Linked DNA regions of Oryctolagus cuniculus: region 2 is linked to region 1. Evidence: chromatin contacts called from public Micro-C data. All regions are on one chromosome and are shown on one strand. Each heading gives the region's core, a stretch centred on a gene start, on an enhancer-like site or on the middle of the called end of the contact. The rest is flanking DNA. Distances are from core to core; before and after follow the strand shown. Region 1 holds the start of NRG4 (neuregulin 4). Region 2 overlaps TMEM266 (transmembrane protein 266).

Region 1 (4,311 bases), core at 853-3,352:
TCCAAGAACTTTGAATGAATCATTGCTACAATTCGTGGAGCGACTGGATTACGGTCCATGGCTGGTAAGGACTCTGTCATCCCATTAAGACACTCAGACACAAGTGAGGTGGGCATTGTTGTTCCGATGCCTGGCCAGGAAACCAAAGGTAGTGTGCAGGGAGGGATGGGGTAACAAAAACCAGGAGTGCTTCGTTCTACCTGATGTGCACGCTGCATAGGTTCAATCTGGGGCGGGACGACTTTTTGAACTTAACTGCTTGCAGAGAAGAGTGAAACAGAAGCGTGGCTTACACCCTGCTTCTCCTAGGCTTGGTGCCACCTCAAAAAATTCCACGCAGACCCATTCTGAAGCAACAGTTTGGCTTCCTGGAAAGCCACACAACACTGCTGTAGAATCTGTGACATGGAAAAATCAGACCCCAGCTGATAGGCTCATGTGTCAGCTTGACCGGGAGGAAAAGGGAGATGGAGTGGCAGCCCCAGGTTGGAAGGTTACCCCTCCTCCCCCCAGGCTCCACGCTGCCCCTGGGAATCCGATGCACTTGACTTTGCATCCTCACCCTGCCCCTGGCCGCCGTGTGACCTTGGGAAAGTCAGGAAACCCAAGCCTGAGCCTCATCGTCAGCATGGAGACAGCGGGTAGGTTCCAAGGAACAAATGGAATCACGCACCAGCAGCGTTTAGGTCAGTACCTTGCACCATAAGCATTCAAGAAAGGTGTCCTCGTGATGGGACCTGGCACTACAGTGCAGCTGGCACATTCCGACACTGTGCGATAACCACTCTCATCCTCTGCTGCCAGCTCTTGGTAGCCCGTTCACCACAGTATTTTGGGGGAGGGGGCAGGGAGGTAAGCAGTTCTATAAATCCCACTTTCCCGACTGTGGCTCCAAAGCAAGGTGAAACGCCCCGGGGAAATAGGTAAGCGATTGGGTCTCGAGGCTGTGATGTTATAGGTGTACAGAATACACACAAATCATACAGTTTCAGTCTACAACAGACGAGGCACCGAATCAGAGGTTTTTACTTGCAAAGAAACGACAGCGAGGCAGCATGACCAAAGGTAGGCAGCCGGCAACCCATTAGGGCCTATCACTGTGCCAGCACTGGTGACTATGAAATAGGGATCGGTGGGCCTTCCTGGGGGTCTGCCTGCCAACAGGTGGCCAGCTTCAGTCAGTCACCTTCAGATGCAAAACTGGACCAAGTCGGAGGCTCCACCATCAAGAGAAGACAATTTTATGGGTTTGGGGCTCCCCAGCAAGTTGGCCGGCAAAGTGCTTGCTGTGGTTTGCACCTGTCTCCCGAAGGGAGGGTGAAAACCCACCCACCATCCTTGCCACACAGCCCATCGCACCGCTGGGGCGCCCCCCCCCCCCTTCCCGGGCCACCGGGAAGCCCACTAGGAAGTGGTCACGACCGACCAAGCCACAGATCCCCCGGGGTGTGGGATCTCCACCTCCACACCACGTCTGAAAGCCGAAAACAGGCGCCCGCTGGCCGCCCTGCAATGGGATTTCCCCCCCACCCCGCCCCCAGCTTGCATGTTTTATTAATAAGTGCAAGATGGCACACACAGGCAAAGAATGGGAGGTAAGGCATCTGCAGCTGGACCCGAACCAGGGCAGTTTGCAAAAATAAATAAGAAGCATGTGACAAGAAGCAGGTCCCCCCCCCCCGGGGGATGGAGCCCAAGCCCCGGGCTACCCCACGCACCCTCGCCTGGCGCACCCCCTCCCCGGCCAGCGGGGGATGAAGGTCAGCGGCAACATCCCAGTCCGCCCGGGCACGCAGCCCGAAAACCCTGCCCGGCCCCCACCCGCCTCCCGAGCCCCAGGACCCGGGCAGCGAGGCAGGGGAAGCCCCAGCCGCGGCCGGCGGCGAGGACACGTACCTGCTGCCTGCGCTCGGGATTCGCTCGGCTCGGCTCTGCAGCGGCGCCGGCCGCGGCTCGCGCTCCCGGGGCTCCCCCTCCGCCCCCCGCCCCCCCACCCCCGCCCTCTCGCGGCCCCGCCGCTCCCTCCGCCCCTCCGCCCACCGCGCTCGGGGGCGCGCGCGCGCGGCCTCGCGCAGGCGGCGCTCCCGGGCCCGTGCCTGCGCCTGCGCCCTGACCTCCCAGCGGCCGTGCGCGGCGCGCGCGCGCGCGTGTGCGTGTGTGACCCGAAGCCTGCGGAGCGGCCCCGCCGCTGTCTAGGAAACGGCGGCCTCGGCGGGAGCCCGGCAGGGGGCGGGGGGCCGCGGCTCGGCCGCCAGCGAGGCGGAACGCGGCGTGCGGGCTCCGCGCGGTGGGTGAGGGGGTCGCGGGACAGGGTCGGGGGCCCGCGAGTTGGAGTGGCGTGAGGAGAGGGGGTCGCTGAAGTGGACGCGGGCGGGGCGGAGGCGCAACAAGTGCTGAGGCCGAGGCGGGGGCTCCCCGCAGGGAAGCGGGGGGTCCCCTCAGGGAAGCGGGGAACACCACGCCGGGGGTTCTGCGGGCCGCGAGCGGAGCCTCGGGTGGCGCGGTGCTTCGCTTTGCGGTTCGCAGAGTGCGGGGTCGCGGTCCTGGGAGGGCGCGGGTGCAGGCCACTGAGGGGAGCCCGGCGCAGTGGGAGCCCCGGACCCCCGCCCCCGGGAGACGAGCCCCCGCCGGTGCCCTCCTGCGAAGGCTGCAGGTCAGCCCCGCGTGGGGCAGTGCCCCTCTCTATTCCTTCTTCCTCCTTCCGCCTTGTTAGACGCCCTGCAGCCTCCCCGTTGGAATCCACGCTGTGCCGCCCCCAGGACTGCAGAGGGGCCAGCGCCTTGCACCTGCGTAGTTCACCTGTGGGAATGCTTGCTCCCGGGGGGCCCGTGGTTCCCTAATTAGGGGGTGGGGTTAGTGGAGTCCCCTGAGTCATCGATGCACCTACAAATATTCTCTGTAGGTTAAAAAAATGTCCTCACGCATACAGGTTTGTCGCAGAATAAGTAATCATTTAACCTGGGCAGACGGAGGTGCTCTGAAATTGAAATAGATGTTCCATCAGAAACGAGCTACCTTTGCTTGTATGCGTCGGTACTTGAAAAGGTTCTTGGAACTAGAACTAAGAAAATTTTTTTTGATGCAAGAAAATTGAAACATGCTTAAGAGAGGTGTTCAAGAGGTTCATGGGAAATATGTGTTACAAAAAAAAAATGCTTGGATTTCAAAAATGTGTTTTGCATGAAAGTAAACTTTTCATTTGGTTTTCCCCCATAGTTTTTGAAGTACCCTCGGCCAGTTATAAAGAAATCAGTTCCGCTGTGCTCAGTGATATGGCTCATTATTTGTGAAAGTAGATGTAACAGTCTCATGGGCAGGTTAAAATGCGTGTAGTTACATAGCGGGAGAAGACAACGCATATGAGTGCAGCTGGAAGAGAATAATCTGTTTTTTAGGAAGGAGGAACAGTAAAGAGGAAAGCAAAGGAAGAGGTTTTTTTCCCCTACATTTTTGGAAGAAAGAAGCAGGGATTGTAAAGGAAAAAAGTGAGGATGGGTTAAGAAAACTGAGCACTGGCTGGGTGGCATTGGGGGGTGTCGTTTTGACAGGTGAGAGCAACATTTCAGCTACTTTTTTTTTTTAAAGATTTGTTTAATTTATTTTAGAGCTACAGACAGAGGAGAGACAGAGAGGTCTTCCATCTGTGATTCACTCCCCAAGTGGCCACAACAGCCGGAGATGCACCGATCAGGAGCCAGGAGCTTCTTCCAGGTCTCCTGCATTGGTGCAGGGGCCTAAGGACTTAGACCATCTTCTGCTTTCCCAGGCCATTAGCAGGGAGCTGGGTCGGAAGTGGAGCAGCCATATGGAATGTTGACACCTCGGGCGAAGGCTTAACCTACGACGCCACAATGCTGGCTCCGTTTTGGCTACTTGACTTGATGTAGAAAAAGCATTGGCGTCACTTGTTTCAACTTCTCAACTTCATTTTTGCCCACTTAGCAAAACTCTGTGTAAGGGTTGACTAAAGCCACTAGAACACATCCAGTTACAATGCCTTCGAGTTGAATAGGGCAAGTGTTCTGAGACTTGCTGAGAAAAATCGGAGGACCACTCTAGTTTACCTCGAATCTTTGTGCTCTGATAGAATTTTTTATTTTTTTAATTCTGGGGCATGCTACCACAAAGGAACATTTTTTTTTTTTTTATGATGGCTGTCTATAAAGACCCTGAGGAGAGAAATCTTTGTGAGAATTACATGCTAATATTGTCTACCTATTTATTTTAAGTATGCTGCTTATTTTCTTTTTTGGGTAATCTGAGCTCATGAAAAGTGTAGCTGCAACCATTCCATGTTGTGGTACTAAGTAA
Region 2 (4,246 bases), core at 1,138-3,637, 71 kb before region 1:
GAGCTGCCTCCAGTCACGCCTGAGGCCTCCGGGAGTCCCTGGGGCGGGAGGGCAGGCTGGGCACCCCGGCTGCTGGCTTCTGTTTTCTCTCTGTAGGTGTTGGGGTCAAAGAAATAGAACTTTTATTTGTTGCAGCCTGCAACCTTGTAAGTAAACTCCCGAGACGACGCGGTGAGCTCCTAGTCCGAGACCATTCTAAAAAGAAAAATAAAAGAGGCAAAAACACGCAGGAGCGGGACAGGAGAAGTGCGATGTTGACGTCGAGAACTCGGGCTGCAGGTGACAGGGGGCTCTCCCCAGCCCTTCCCGGAACTGCCACGCGGGCAGCTGCAGCTCTGCGATCAGAGCGAAAGGTGAGCCCAGCTGCCGCGGGGACGGGAGGGCCGCGTCTGGCTGAGGTCGCCGGCCACTGACATTTGCCTGTTCCAGAATCAACAGATTTTCTGCCTCCTGGGAAATGTCACCCCTGGGGAAACACGGCGGGGTGACGACGAGAGCTCAGGGCCAGGAGGCAGGAGCTGACACTGTGCCCGGCCAGCTACACCTCGCGTGCCCGCTCCCCTGCCTGCTGTGGCCAGGGAGTGGCTCTCAGCCCTGTCTCGGTGACAGAGGTTCCAGCCCAACAGGGAAGGCAGTGCGGTGCAAGGCCCCCTGGCCCTCAGAGTCCCCAGTTCTGGGAACTTGGCTCATCCTGGGGACTGGCTGCAGTACCAGGCTGTCCTCTGTGCTGTGGCTACTCCCTACCCAGCCTCCTCTGGGTCCACCGTGGTTTAGCAACCCTGGGTGGTCCAAGGCCTGGTACCCAAGTGTTCCACGGATCAGGGGCCCCCATTCCATCCTGGACGTTAAACCTCAGCTTGCTTTGCCTGGGAGACCTGGGCTGGCATTTAAAGCCCCCCTCCCCTGCCTGCAGCCAGGGGTGGCCAGAAGCGCTCTGTCTGGCAGTCACGCCCACTGTGCCATGTGCTTGGAGCCTACTGGTACCTTACAGAGAAATACCTTATCTGTGAATTTACCGTCTTCTTAATCAATGCAAAGTCTTTGGGCTATTGCCAAACGGTCTAAGCTGGGCTTTCCAGGATTATTTTTTTTAAAAAATCTGAATTAAACTATTAGTCCCTGGTTGTGGCCCCGAGAATCCCAAGCTCACTAAAACACGGAGGGAGCCACGGGCAGGCTCAACGGAGGACCAGGGGCAACCGGTGTGGCATTTATGGTAGACAAACCTCACCGGCATCCAGAAAGTGGATTAACGAGGCTCTTTATTTATTTCATTTTTCTCCGTGGGTGGGGTATACGTCTCTTTCACCCAGTCCTGCCATTACTCCTGGGTGCAGATGTGGAGATAGGCCAGGGGCACTGAGTGGGGACGGAAGACTTCCTGGAGGCTGTGGGCTAGAAGCCAGGCAGTGCAGGGGCCGGGGGACAGTCTGAGCTGTGCATCACTAGGGCTCTGCCTCTGCCCCCAGCCTTGGCACCCAGCACGTCTACAGTCATTTCACTCCTCATTCAAGGCTGCTTGCCGTATCGTGTTTGCTGGAGTTTTCTAACCAGGTATCTTAAAAAAAAAAAAAATCCCAGAGCGCCTGCTTCTGCGGCCTCCCCCTGGTTAGTCGGTGTCCCCCGCGGGCGAGAGCGCCCACCCGGACCGGGATTCTGCGCCCTTGCCCGGAGGCCCGGCCTTCTTAGAACCCCGAGGAAGAACCGCACGCGGCGAGCTGAGGAGCGGTCAGCCCTGCGGTTGTTTCTTAAGATGCTGCCCCTCTTCCCACCAGAAGCTGGGGAGCCCCACCCCTCTAGTCACTGACGCGGGCCTGGGGGCCCTGCGGGGCACCTGCCGGTCCACCACTGCCGCCCCCAGCGCCAGCGTGCGGCCCGGGCTCAGACCCTGCACATCTGCGGGGCCCTCGGCGTGGCTGGTGGACAGAGGCGAATGTCCGCTCTCCTCGGCGTCGCTGGTGGACAGAGGCGAATGTCCACTCTGCAGCCTGCGTAGCCCCCCAGACTCCACGCCCCTCTGCTAACTGTGGGCGCTGTGCTCACCCAGAGCCAGTTCGCCCCTCACTTTCCCACCGTGCAATGGGGCGATGGAAGCCAAGGGGCTCGGGTGACGCAAGCATGACGTCATAGCATTGTCCCCCCACCACCACCTGGGGGGGGGACAACGGACGGACGCAGGTCCAATTGCCCGGGAGTGAAAGGAGCAAGGTGACAGACTTATTAGATCATTCCCAAACCAGTGACTAGAAAGGCTGACGGAAATCCAGATGTGGATGGAGACTTGGCTCTCTTAAAAGCGCACGGCCTGTGCGAGAGTCGCCATGGCCGCCCTAGCCCCGCCCCTCTGGGTGCAGCAATGCACTGTGGGAAATAAGACAGTTGAAGGACAGCCTGCTTGGCCTATGGATTTTCCCTTATCCCCTGTCATGTGACCCAATTCTAGCCAATGGGACACAAGGAAGGAGCTACTGGCGGCTTCTGCAAAAAGTTCTTTGTTATTCCCCGGAGGGGTGGCGGGGCCGCCATGCTGGCTGCCGGACATGAGTGAGGGGGGAGTGGCCTGCTGAGCGCGGCAACCCTCCCACACACCCCACAGACCCCGCGGGCTGGGCCTTGGGGGGCTCCAGGCCAGCCCCAGGTTCCCGGGGAGGAGGCGGTGCAGGGGAGAGACGGGTGGCGGCGGCGGCCGCGATGGCTGTGGGGGCCGGAGCGGCAGGACACGGAGCCGGCCTCGGGGTCACCCGTGCGCAGGACATGGCCGGCCCAGCCAGGGCTCACACCGGCCTCAGGGCCCCGTCTCCCTGCCGCTGCATGTGGGCCTCGCCACCGAAGGAGGGGGCGCTTGGTGGGGGCGGGGGGACGAGGAGGAGGAGGGAGCTGGCGGATGTACGCCAGTGCAGCCCCTCGCGTGGACCTGGTGTGGGCAGGACCGGCGCCACGGCCCGGGACAGCGTGGTTCAGAGTCGGGGTCAGCGCCGGCCGCGGGGGCTCCGCGGCACTAGCATTGCCGCCGTGGGCACCGCGGCCGCTGGACATGGACGGGAAGGAGCTGAGCGAGGGAGCGGGGGGAACAGGGCCTGCAGCCGTGGGCAGGCCGCAGGCTTGCTCGGTGGTCAGGGAGCCCAGGTCCGCGGGTGTCGCTCATTTTGGTGGCGACGGTTGGGGAGGCCTGGATGTGTCCATGGCCGGGGCCTTTTTGAGAAAAAGCCAGCTTGGTTTGGGGCATGGTGGGTTGAGATGGCGCCTCCCAGGGCTGATTTTAGCCGTGACTTGGGAGAGGAGTGCAGCCAGGATCCCTGAGAACAGGCCCGGGAGCCGGGAGTTGGGGAGATGTGGGTGAAGGAGGTGACTCTGAACGTGACCGGCTGAGATGTCGTGGGAATGGACGAAGCGCAAAGACGGAAAATGAAGAACCCTGGCATTCAAAGAATAAGAGGGAAAACAAATCCTAAAGGCTGTTGAAGACTCTCTCTGTCTCTCTCAAAGTTTAAACAAAATCACAGAAGGGGCATTGGCGCCGTGGTTAAAGCGCCTCCTTGGACACCCTACTGAGCGCCTGGCTTGGTGCCCCAGCCCAGTGCAGCTTCCTGCTATGGCGTAGCTTGGAGGCAGCCGCGCACTCCTGCGGGAGACCCAGGCGGAGTTCCGGGCTCCTGCAGGAGAGAGAGGCTCAGGAGGGGGCCTTGGGTAGAACAGGGGCTGCTTCCAGGGGAGGGAGCGGCTGTTGGTGTCAGATCGCCTCTGGCCGCGGTGGGCGAGAGGTGAGCCTTGCAAGAGGGTTGGGGCCAGCTCGCATGTGTGCCAGACCTGAGGGTCCAGCTGATGGAGGGAGGGTCCTGAGAGGGTGGTGGGAGGAGCTCGGAGCTCAGGACCTGGGCGGGGCCTGGCGGGAGCCCCTAATGGGGGGCTGCCTGCAGTCCGTCTGCCTCCCCACAACTTCTGGTTTTTAGCAGGAAGGAGCAGGGGGTCTCGTGGAGACCAGTGGCAGCTGAGGAAGAGAGGAGTAGGTGGAAACAGACGGCGAGGTGTTGGAGACAGGGTTCCCCACCCACGCCTGTGGTGTAGCCCGCGTGTTGGATCAGGGCTCCCCACCACGCCTATGGTGTAGCCCGCGTGTTGGATCAGGGCTTCCCACCCACGCCTGTGGTGTAGCCCGCGTGTTGGAGACAGGGCTCCCCACCACGCCTATGGTGTAGCCTGAGTTTGGGTGACTGCTCCTTCCTAGTCCCATCCTGCGCTTCCATGG

What was found. Hi-C and Micro-C count contacts between places; a contact is called where the count stands out from the background.
Region 2: a contact with region 1 is called in a Micro-C map of ear pinna, with 9 times the contacts expected there. The contact joins the enhancer-like site here to the promoter of NRG4 in region 1. A contact is called at or near these places in 6 of 6 Hi-C or Micro-C datasets (ear pinna, embryonic fibroblasts, liver and 3 more).

Annotation. Positions count from the first base shown.
Region 1 is chr12:106,716,833-106,721,143 of mOryCun1.1, reverse strand. NRG4 (neuregulin 4) reads left to right here and starts at 2,102. Exons shown (of 10, transcript XR_011381085.1): 1 at 2,102-2,287. TMEM266 (transmembrane protein 266) reads right to left here and starts at 1,992. Exons shown (of 11, transcript XM_051834575.2): 1 at 1,897-1,992.
Region 2 is chr12:106,788,237-106,792,482 of mOryCun1.1, reverse strand. The region is part of intron 3 of TMEM266 (transmembrane protein 266); the gene reads right to left. Among named protein-coding and RNA genes, the nearest start is that of TMEM266, 71 kb to the right of the region's middle. Within about 2 kb of position 2,387, at least 8 of the 8 cell types and tissues checked have an H3K27ac peak or open chromatin away from gene starts, as enhancers often do. A contact at or near this core is called in ear pinna, where this site is marked.